Regions from separate parts of the Pan troglodytes genome. Here region 1 is linked to region 2. The links are chromatin contacts, called in public Hi-C maps. All regions are on one chromosome and are shown on one strand. The core of a region is the stretch at or near the end of the contact, and the rest is flanking DNA. Distances in the headings are between cores, read along the strand shown.

What was found. Hi-C and Micro-C count contacts between places; a contact is called where the count stands out from the background.
Region 1: a Hi-C map of induced pluripotent stem cells shows a contact between it and region 2, with 2.4 times the contacts expected there. The contact joins the enhancer-like site here to the promoter of NPTX2 in region 2. A contact is called at or near these places in 2 of 7 Hi-C or Micro-C datasets (induced pluripotent stem cells and stem cell-derived neural progenitor cells) and 1 of 1 datasets of contacts at active chromatin or transcription factors (stem cell-derived excitatory neurons).

The regions. Positions count from the first base shown.
Region 1 is chr6:108,229,170-108,234,563 of NHGRI_mPanTro3-v2.0_pri, reverse strand. No RefSeq gene overlaps it. Among named protein-coding and RNA genes, the nearest start is that of TMEM130, 32 kb to the left of the region's middle. Within about 2 kb of position 3,548, at least 2 of the 24 cell types and tissues checked have an H3K27ac peak or open chromatin away from gene starts, as enhancers often do. A contact at or near this core is called in induced pluripotent stem cells, where this site is marked.
Region 2 is chr6:108,007,196-108,013,132 of NHGRI_mPanTro3-v2.0_pri, reverse strand. It overlaps NPTX2 (neuronal pentraxin 2), which reads right to left and starts at 4,676. Exons shown (of 5, transcript XM_001136152.7): 1 at 3,477-4,676; 2 at 1,517-1,733. The coding sequence starts at 3,902.

The DNA.
Region 1 (5,394 bases), core at 2,299-4,798, 220 kb before region 2:
GCTTCTCACTGGGGAGGGGAAGCTCCTAAGCGAACTCCTCCCTCTGCAGGCATCTTTCTGACCTGTTTTCTGCTGGGCACTGGGGACAGTGGCTCAGAGGAGTGCAAGTCCCGGCCGCCACTCCCTTCCATCAGATGATGGGGATCAGCTGCTTCAGGGCCCCGGAGCAGGGTTGTGGTGGGGAGATGAAGGAGGGAGGGAGCAGAGGCCACCAGCTGGACCCCTGCATGAGACCCTGGGGAGAGCAGGGAGGCCTTCAGGGATCCAGGGTGCATTAACCACTTGGTGCCACTGTCGCCAGCTCGGCTCTGGACAGCTGCTCATTCCGGGGCTGCCACCACTGTGGACAGCGTGATCAGTCCACCTGTTTCTCCCGCTTCTACTATCCCCCTGTGTCTGCTCTTCTCTGTAAACTGCACACTGTACATGTATGCATCATGTGTGTGTGCATGAGTGTGTGTACGTGTGTGGGGGCATCTAAATGATAGGTACTTTCCTTCCTTTCTTCCTTTTCCTGAGACAGAGTCTCACTCTGTTGACCAGACTGGAGTGCAGTAGCACCAACATGGCTCACTGCAGCCTCAACCCCATGGGCTCAAGGGATTCTCCCGCCTCAGCCTCCTCAGTAGCTGGGACTATAGGCATGCATGACCATGCCGGCTAATTTTTGTATTTTCATAGAGATGGGGTCTCTCTGTGTTGCCCAGGCTGGTCTCAAACTCCTGAAACCAAGCAATCTCCCCACCGCAGCCTCCCCAAATGCTGGGATTACAGGCGTGAGCCACCACACCAGGCTCGTTTTTGTATTTCTGTTTTTTTTTTTTTGAGACGGAGTCTCGCTCTGTTGCCCAGGCTGGAGTCCAGTGGCGCGATCTCGGCTCACTGCAAGCTCCGCCCCCCGGGTTCACGCCATTCTCCAGCCTCAGCCTCCCGAGTAGCTGGGACTACAGGTGCCCACCACCACGCCTGGCTAATTTTTTATATTTTTAGTAGAGATGGGGTTTCACCGTGTTAGCCAGGATGGTCTCGATCTCCTGACCTCGTAATCCATCTGCCTTGGCCTCCCAAAGTGCTGGGATTACAGGTGTGAGCCACCGCACCTGGCCCATTTATGTATTTTTTTGGAGAGACAGAGTCTCACTGCGCTGTCCAGGCTGGCCTCAAACTCCTGAAACCAAACGATACCCTCAACCACAGCCTCCCAAAGTGCTGGGATCACAGGTGTGAGCCACCGTGCCTGGCTCAATGCTGGGTGCATTTTAAAGTCACGAGAGAGTGTGTGTTGAGTTAACATTTTGGAGACTGTGATCAGCAAACAGTCCCCAGCGCAGACACCCTCTCTGGTGGGGTTTGGGTTTTGCTGCCTTTTAATTTTCTTCCAGCTGCCTCCAAAGCCCCTTTGTGCTCCTAGGAACAAGCACTGGGTGTTGGGGGCGGGGTGGGGGGGCGGGGTTGCTATAAGCTCTTCTGAGAGGAAGCCTCAGGGAGCAAGGTCCCAATGGCCAGGCTTCCCTTTAAGACAAGGTTGTCCTGCTGAAACCAGGTCCTCAACTCCTAGGTCCCCAAAGGGCATTTGACCCGGCACTGGGCTGCTGCAGGCTTGGTCCTGGGGGAGACTGGGGGTGTGTAGCAGGAAGTGCTTCTCTCAAGCAGAGACCACAGCTTGTGTCTCTGGGCCACACACTGGAGCATTATTTTCCAAACTGCCGCTGGGTCAGCTCACTCTCCCACTCCAAACCCTCAGGGATTCCCCATAACATTGAGCCCCAGGTCCAAACACTTAAGGATTATCATCCCAGCTGCTGCCCTCCAGCTCATTTGCTACATCTTTCACACTTTGCTTGTTTGTTTGTTTTGTTTTTGTTTTTGAGACAAGATCTAGCTTTGTTGCCCAGGCTGGAGTGCAGTGGCATGATCATAGCTCACTGCAGCCCCCAACTTCTGGGCTCTGGTGATCCTCCCACCTCAGCCTCCCAAGTAGCTGGGACCACAGGCGTGCACCACCACGCCCAGCTAGTTTTAAAATTTTCTGTCGAGATGGGGTCTCACTATGTTGCCCAGGCTGGTCTCAAACTCCTGGCCTCAAGTCATCCTCCCCCCTTGGCCTCCCAAAATGCTGGGCTCACAGGCATGAACGACAGTGGCATCTGGTCCCCCGATTCTGCCTTTGTTTATTCCTTTCTATTAAAACAATTTTTTTTGCTGGGCGCGGTGGCTCACGCCTGTAATCCCAGCACTCTGGGAGGCCGAGGTGTGTGGATCACAAGGTCAGGAGATCGAGACCATCCTGGCTAACACGGTGAAACCCCGTCTCTACTAAAAATACAAAAAATTAGCCGGGCATGGTGGTGGGTGCCTGTAGTCCCAGCTACTAGGGAGGCTGAGGCAGGAGAATGGTGTGAACCCGGGAGGTGGAGCTTGCAGTGAGCCGAGATTGCACCACTGCACTCCAGCCTGGGCGACAGAGCGAGACTCCGTATCAAAAAAAAAAAAAAAAATTTACTATTGAGCAGCTTGCAGACTTTAAGATCAGAGTGTTATCTCTCTTGCAATAAATGCTTTCCTCCTTTTTTTTTTTTTTTTTTTTGAGATGGGGTCTTGCTCTGTCACCAGGCTGGAGTACAGTGGCACAATCATAGCCCACTATAGCCTCAACTTCTTAGGCTCAAGGGATCCGCCTGCTTCAGCCTTCCAAGTAGCTAGGACTACAGGTGTGTGCCATCGCACCTGGCTAATTAAACTTTTTTTTTTTGTAGAGATGGGGGTCGCCCTATGTTGCCCAGGCTGGTCTTGAACTCTTGGGCTCAAGGGGTCCTCCTGTTTTGGCCTCCCAAATTACTGGGATTACAGGCATGAGCCCCCACACACGCGGCACCTTTTCCTCCTTTGCAATAGCCCTTTTGAAGAAAGTCTCTCCTTACTAAGCCTGGATTTATTTTTATTTGACACTCTTGAGAGATGGTTGTTAGTGACTGGGCTCAAATTTCAGGAGACTCAGCAGGAAGCCTTCCCTCCTGTTCCCTGGGATGTGTGGGCCCTACCGGAGGCTCTCAACAGGGCCCCACAATTGGTGGGGAAAATGCTTTCATGTGCAAAGGAGCAAAACCACACGATTTTAGCCCCAAGTCTATTACAACACACAGACAGGGTTAGACTCCCCCAGCCACCCTCTCCCCACACAGCCCAGCGTCATCCCCCACTAGTTCAGCATTCACAATAAAAGCCAGGAAACAAAAGACGGTCTCATGCAAAGACCTGGAGACCTGATCTCTTCTTGGAACCAGGAAGGGGAAAATGCACCAAGAACAAAACAGAAATTAATCTCTCAGTGATTCCTCCTACCTGAGCACCTCACCGAGGTCACAGAGCTGGGGGCCGCAGAGCTGGGATTTGAAGTCCTGGGCTGCTGGATGGATCACCACCCTCCTGGGCATCTCAGCAGGTGCTTCTTAGACTTTCTGACAGCTGACCTGCCCAAGGCCCACCTATCCCAGAGTGACCAGGTGGAGGTTGGACCAGGAAGATGGGAGCTGAGCCGCAGGAGTTGCTGTGACCATCAGGGGGCGCCCAGACTCCAGAGGAACAGGAGGAGTTTAGGGCCCAACTCAGAGGGTTCAAGACCCTGTCTGGCTCAAATCCTTGCAAGCTGCATGATAGAAATAAGCAGAAATAAGCTGGCTTTTCTGAGTCTCATTTTCCTTGTCTCAATTGAGGGAAATAATAGCACCCACCTAGGGAACCCTGTGCCATGTGCTGCATAGGGAGGACTTAGAAAATATTAACTACACGACCACTGTCAACCCCAATCTACAGTTGGGAAATCGGAGCCCAGAGAGCTGGGGCTACTTGCACATAAAAACTAGAGAAATGTCCCCACCCAGTTCTTAATAAAAATCCAGTTGAGGCCGGGCGCGGTGGCTCACGCCTGTAATCCCAGCACTTTGGGAGGCAGAGGCGGGCAGATCACTTGAGGCCAGGAGTTCGAGACCAGCCTGGCCAACATGGTGAAACTCTGTCTCTACTAAAAATAGAAAAATTAGCCGCACATGGTGAAGTGCACCTGTAATCCCAGCTACTCGGGAGGCTGAGGCAGGAGAATCGCTTGAACCTGGGAGGTGGAGGCTGCAGTGAGCCGAGAGCATGCCACTGCACTTCAGCCTGGGAGACAGAGCAAGACTCCGTCTCAAAAAAAAAATGAAGTTGGCAGCATGGCTCAGGCATGCCTTCACACCAGGTTCCAGAATCTTCTAGTGCCCCTGGAACAGAGATCTTTATTTTTGTTGTTGTTTTTGTTTTTTGAGACAGAGACTGTTCTGTTATCCAGGCTGGAGAGCAGTGGCATGATCTCGGCTCATTGCAACCTCCACCTCCTGGGTTCAAGTGATTCCCGTGCCTCAGCCTCCTGTGTAGCTGGGATTACAGGCATGCGCCACCACACCTGGCTAATTTTTGTGTTTCTAGTAGAGACGGAGTTTCATCATGTTGGCCAGGCTGGTCTCAGCCTCCTGGCCTCAAGTGATCCGCCCGTCTCTGTCTGCCAAAGTGCTGGGATTACAGGTGTGAGCCACTGCGCCCGGCTGTAACATAGATTTGTATTGGAATAGGTAGCTCCCTGCAGTGGATAATGCTGGGACCACCATGGGGACAGAGAGAGCCCCAGGTCTGAGCCCCAGCTTGGCCACAGGCAGCCACACTGACCTCTTTGAGCCTCAGTTTCCCCCGGAGATAATGCTTGGAAGTGGTTGGAAATTAGGTGTGGGGATGTTGTGGAAATGCTTTGTTTCCAGGAAAATTGGCCCCAGTTTGGAACCCCTTGAGGGCAGGGTCGGTGGCCAACCGTGTCCCGGTGAGGATACCAGGGACGAGGGGACCAAGGCTAAAGGATCACAAAATCTCTCCGCCTAAGGGACCGGGCTAGGGCCACTGCAGAGGATGGAGGGACACCATTGTCCTGAGTGTCCTGGGGTAGCCAGGGAAGGAGAGCTTGTCCCAGGAGCCTTGTCCACTGCCTGGGTCTTCTGACTGCGGAATATTTGTCCACGGGGCACCTCACCAACAATGGATTTTTCCCTCAATGCCCTGACCTTGAGGAGAGCACTCTCTGTGATTTTCCTCACAGCCTAGCCTGCAGCTCCATCTTTAAAAATAGTTGCAGAAAAACCCATTGCTTATTCAATGAGCTCTTTTGTTAAAAAAAAAGAATACCCTGCAGCTTCAGTTTGTTTAGTTCCTAAAAAACACACTGCAGTTATCAAAGAGCTGGCTCATTAAAGAAAATAGGATGATGGGAAGGAGGAAGAGGGGGTAGGGGTGGGGACGGCGTTGGAGCAGAGCTGGGCTGGGCTGGGCCGTGGCTGGAGGGCCAGGCTCAGACGCAAACTTCCAGTCCCTTCT
Region 2 (5,937 bases), core at 3,427-5,926:
TGGCCAGCAGGGTCTTTGCCCTCGTAGAGGTGAGCTTCCCCTCTGTGCCAGATGAGCTCTGAGGGATTGCTGGGAAACTAAAGGGTCAGGAGTCAGGCTGGCGGGGTCTGAGTCCTGACTGTTTCTTTCTGGCTGGTAATGGACAGGCTGGGGATGAAAAGGACAGTCACAAAGTGGCAGCTTCTGGGTGGCCAAAGCCATGATGATGGCTTACCTTAGGAGTAAGCCCAGTGAAATGACATTGGCCTTGAGTGAGAGAAAGAGAAGGGGGAGGTGCAGGTTGATGTGACTGTCACTGTTTGCCAGCTAGTGGCCCAGGACCCACTTTGGGCCCCCTCCCCAAAAGATACATGTCCCACTGAGAACGGAGTCTTTTTCTCATCTATGAAACAGGCATACCAGGAGTCTGAGCTCCCGCCTGGCATGACTGAGGCTCTGGCTCACTATTCTGCTATTTACCCACCTCCTCATGGCAACTTGGCCACTGTGCAGAGGGAGGTTTACAGCCACCAAGGTCTCTCATGGAGCCCTCCTCTCGTTCCACAGCTCCCCTTTCGAGAGGCAAACTACCTTTAGTGTGCCAACTCCATAGCCCTGGGTGTCCCGAAGATCCACTGTGGCTCAGGCTGGGTCCACGGAGCCACGCTCACCTGTGCCTAGACGTTCCCTCCTCCTGTCATGGGAGGAGGGCCACAGCAACGGCTGCTTTACCTTCGGGGATGGCTCCTCAGGCCACCCAGCAACAGAGGGGAGACAGAAAGGAAGATTTTTTGGAAACTCAAGAATCTAACAGATCTAACAGGTAAGCCATACTCACCTTTTTCTGAGAAGGGCCAGGAAGAAAGGATAGGTTTTTCTGTAGGAAGAGACTAGGAAAGGGATGAAAGAGACTTGTGGCTTGTGGATGCTGGCTGTAAAATGGAACAGTAACACCAGCCCCTTCTCCATCTGCCCCACCTCGGCCAAAGTCATTGGATGTTCTGCTATTGGGCATCCTCCTATCAATGCATGAAACGGAGTCATGGGGAAGTGGCTTCATCAGGTTAGTGCATCTGGGAAAATTCCAGTCTTATAAACACCCACTACGGGCAAACCTACAACTTCAAACCCAAGCCACCCAGTGGTTTGGGGGTTGATGACGCAATCTGAATTATCCCCTGATCCCTCCCACTCTGTCTCCTGTGGGAGAAACTTACTCACCACAGTGTGAGCAGAGAAGAGAAAGATACACAGAATCCGCTGCCATGACTAGTTAACAAAGGACTGAAACGCCCGTGTGGTTGCTTATCGAAGCTGGTCCTGGACACATTCACTTTTCCCTGGATAATGCCAGTGGGGCTGGCAGCTCATTCCTGAGATGACCTTGTTCAGTCGCCTTTATTATTTGCTCACACACTCGGGAACCAGGCCCATGTGGTGTCACAATCCCTGCTGTCCATCAACCAGAATCGCATGTCTGACCACAAGTGGTGAAAATCAGGCCACTGCCAGACAGAGAAACAGGCCAGGCACACACCTCGCTCCAGCTCGGTGACCCTCTGCAGCAGCGCGTTCAGGGTGCTCTCGGTCTTCTGCCGGTGAGCCGAGGTCTCATTGTGCAGCAGGGACTTCTCGTCCTCCAGCTCTGCCACCTTGCGCAGAAGCTGCCTCTCCAGCTCCCCCAGCCGCTGCTGGAGCACCTCGCGGAAGTCGCCGGGCAGCCCAGCATTGGACACGTTTGCTCTGAGCTGGTGCTTTCAGCCACCGGGGAGGAGGGAGGGGCACAGAAAGAGTTAAAAAGAAATTGTGAAATGTGGCTGTGATGGCCCGACCACACAGGGAGAAGCTTCCAAAACGCAAGCCCTGAATCTTGCCACTGGCAGGCAGGGGAGCATCTCACTGATGCTTTTTTGGTATGGAAAAGATTTCAAAGTCAGATAAGAATTACTTTGCTGCAATATTTGAAAGTTGTGAATCTCATTTTCCCTTCTCAAAAAGCCGTTTTTCTCCTCTTACTAAAAAGTCAACATTCTAACCAACACCTAGAATTCTATGTTGGGTAGAGACCAAAACTCAGCTCTAGGATTTTTTTCTTTTTTAAGAGTAAATCGATGGTTACACAAAGCCAAGGAGCTTTCACCTAGAAATGAAAACAGCCCCCAAGTTCCGGTCTGGCACCAAGGTAAATAACTATGCATGCAGAGATGTTTCTGGAAAATGACAGATCTAAAACGTTGCTATTCTGAACTCCAGCAATCTTTGTTTTTAATGCTGTTTCTAAATCCTCACTTCCTATTTCTCTTTCTCCCCTACCATCATGTGGTTCTGGAGGCTGTGGCAGGCTGCCTACCCATGAGTTCATGGCAAGCTATTTACCTTTCTCCACAAAGTGTTCCAAATTGTGAAATGCACATAATGGGACCTGCCTCATGCCATTCATTGTTCCAAGGATTAAAAAATTAAATGATGTGCCTGACTCATATTTAGTGCTCCAGAAATGTTAGCTGTTAGCAATCACAATGAATCAGGGGATATACAGATGCTGGAAATACTGTATTCAGCCCTCACGCCAAAAGAAACCCTAGAGTCATTTTTGCAATAATTAGCACCTGTAATTTAAACCTAGTTTTGCTGAGAAGTATTTTCACAAAGGCTATTAACAGCAGTGTCCACACTTCTTAAAAAGGGTGGAGCCTAAAGATGAAAAATAATTGAAGATTTTTCTCTCAAAGTTCCAAACTGCACGCATCTTCAGAGATAGAGATGAGACGAAGGCGGGAGCGGGGGGGGGGGGGGGAGGAAGGGGAGGGGGGAGGGGGGGAGAGAGAGAAGGGAATGAGGTCCCTTCCCCTGAAGCAATCCGGAAGAGCACCTTAAAATGGTCCAACTTGCAGACACGGGAGTCTTTGAAGTTAACCAGAGGTTGCCCCTCTAATGCGCGCTCTGGGGTCGCCGGTAACCCCCTGCGCTCGCCTCCCTGCGACCTCCGCCCCCAGACTTCCGCCCCCTCCAGCTCAGCCTGACCTGATTTAAAGAAAGAAACACCAGATGCCCGGGGCAGCTGACCTCCCGCGGCAGCCTCGCAGCAACCCGCACGGCCTGCGGGAGCGCATCCCGGCTCGCGGAGATTTGGAGATTTGCAAGAGGATAGAGGCTACCGCGTCCCCGGGTATTTGGCGCCCGCGGCTTGGCCGTCTGGGTTCGCTAGCCCGGACCTCGGGAAGTGCTCGGCGGATCCCGCTGGCAGTCCCGACGCGCGGGGGTGGAATTTAAACGTTTCCTTCCAGCAAGAGCAGCGGTGTGGGAAGGGATACCACGCAGGGGAGTTCCCGAGCAGGATCTAGATCCCCGCCTTTCACCCTCAAGTCCAGCTCATCCCCACGGACGATCACACCCTCCCCAGGGCCAGGCCCCCTTTCCCCATCCTCCCGAGTCTTCCGCCCCCGACTCGGGAGCGTCCCCATTCTAGGTCCCCCGCGCTCCCCGCGGGCCGCTACCTCGAGGCTCTCCAGGCGGTCCTTGAGGGTCTGCAGCGAGCGGCTGAGCTGCTCCACGACGTGGCCGGGGTCCCGCGGCAGGTCGCCCATAGTGTCCTTGCCCGTGGCCCCCGCGCCGCGCGCCTTGCCGCCCGCCAGCCCCTCGCAGCGCGCTAGCTTGCCCGTGAGCTCGCGGATGGCCTCGCGCTGCGCGCCCAGCGTCTCCTTCTGCTGCACGACGGTCTCGCGCAGCTGCAGCACCGCGGCCCTCAGCTCCTCCTCGGGACTCTGCGCGCCGCCCTGCATGGGCATCGCGGGCAGCGGGCAGCCGGCGTGCACCGCCTCTGGGGGCAGTGCCGTGCACACGAAGCGGCTACCGGGCGCCGGGCTGTCCTGGGCCCCGGCGGCCACGGCGAGCGCCACGCTGGCGGCCAGCAGCGCCAGCATCCCGCCGCCGCTGCCGCGCTCAGCTCGGCATGGGCGAGCGGGCGCCGTCGGGGCGCTCCGCGGGAGGCGCCTTCGCTGCTGGCAGTAGCCGCGCTGTCGTCTCGAGGGTCGCGTGCACCGCGGGGCAGAAGTCTCCTGCCGTCTCACAGCCGCACCCACCGCGCTGCTCGGCAGTCTGGCCTGTCCGGTCCGCGCGCCCTTTCTTAAGCTGAGGGGCGGAGGGGGCCGGCGTGTGGGGCGCGCGCCACGAGCTCTGATTGGCTCGGCCGGGTGCGCGTCACGCAGTGGGCGGAGCGGGGCGGGGCGGGGGCGCTTTCCGTTGCGCGCCTGGCGGTCGGGCGGGAGCGTGGGCCGGAGCCTGAGGCGAGAGCGCGAGGTCCTGGGCTCTGCCTCAAGAAAGGAGGCCTGAGGTGGAAAACGACATTGGGGCTCTCGAGAGCCTCGGCTGGCCGTGCCCAGGCGCCCCTCGAACCCACCCGAGGACGCGGGCGTCACAGGCTGAGGAGAAAGTGGGAACCCCTCGGTGTCCCGGTGCCCCTTTCTTAGGGTGGCTTCTGGCGCGGCACGGGGCCTCGCTGCGCGTTTGCCGCCGCCCTCAGGGAGGCGTTTTCTCCAGCAGGAGCAGCCCCCCAGGCAGGACTCGAACCCCGACTGCCATCGCGAGCCACCCCCGCGGCAGGCGTGGGCCTTCTCGTCAAGGCCCGGCCACCTCACTCTCGAGGCGGGAAGGAGCCGCACGACGGCCGCCTCCGGATGCAACGGTCCCCGGGACGCGCTCCATGGCCCCGCCTCCACCCCCCGCGCCAACTCGGAAAACGCTCGGGAAGAATCCCGGGGGCCTCGGGGACCGGGACCAGGACCAGGCGCCGGACGCTGATGGGAAGGAGGGGACACCCGGAGTTAGGGACAAAGTCACGAGGCCACTCGCAGAGCCCTCGCGCGCGTGTTCATCGACTGCCCCCTGGGCGGTGACCTTATTCAGCAAGACCTGAGCTCGGGGGGCGGGGTGACATCTAACTGGAGTCATCGTGATGGAGCCACGTGGTCCAACAGTGCCCCGTCCTTGTAACCAGGAGGGCCCGCAGTGTCACCACTTCCTCAAAGTGAGGCCACTGCCCTCAGCTTCTTGGAGACAGCAGATATGAGCAGAAACCCCCAAAAGTCAGGAGCAAATTTGTTTCAGAATCTCTCCAAATCTGTGGCTTAAAACAAGTTCAGAGGGATTTTGGTGCACAGCTACAGACTGAGCTGGTTTACTGCACATTTATAAATGGAAATCTTTATTTCTTTTCCTCTCTATGTTTTTAAGAAATCCTGTTGCAAGGTCATTAATCACGTTATCCATTATACCACAAACAAATGGATTTGTCACTTGTGCGCAGAAGCCGAGGTTGATTCTGAAAGCAAATTGTACCAAAATAAATGAAATTATTATGATAATATAAACTAGACTGCAGTGATTAATCTCTAGAAACCAAATTCTGACCTGCTTTGCACTTCAAACAATAACTTCTATTATGTAAATAGTTGTGGGGTTTTCAAGGACATTATTGCTAAATTATAGGAAAAGTTCTATTCATGAAAATCTCTTCGTGGATAAAAATGAGAGACAGGAACCTGGTCTGCAAGGTATCCAAAGCAGAGGACAATGGAAGTAATGATGGTTCAGGTAAGAATATTCATTAGCAGAAAAAGGTATGGATGGGAGATTTGGGGTGAGTAATGGGCTCATGTTTCTGTTAGCCTGCATCCCCAGGAGGTGTCAGTTTCACCTTGTAAGTATGACCTTGACTGGACTCATTCTTCCTACATCCTTTTTCAGCTGGATGAAAACTCGAAAAAGTTCAAATAAACCTACATATGCACAAATTACAATAATGAAGGCAACAGGGTTGCAAAGCACTTTATGCCTTGTTACATTTCAGATGATTCATAAGGCACCAAATCCAGACGTTTTCAAAATTATTCAGATAACGATGTGACTTTTCCATTTTCACTCATAGCTTTGATGTTCCTCTTTACTTGTAGACCTAGG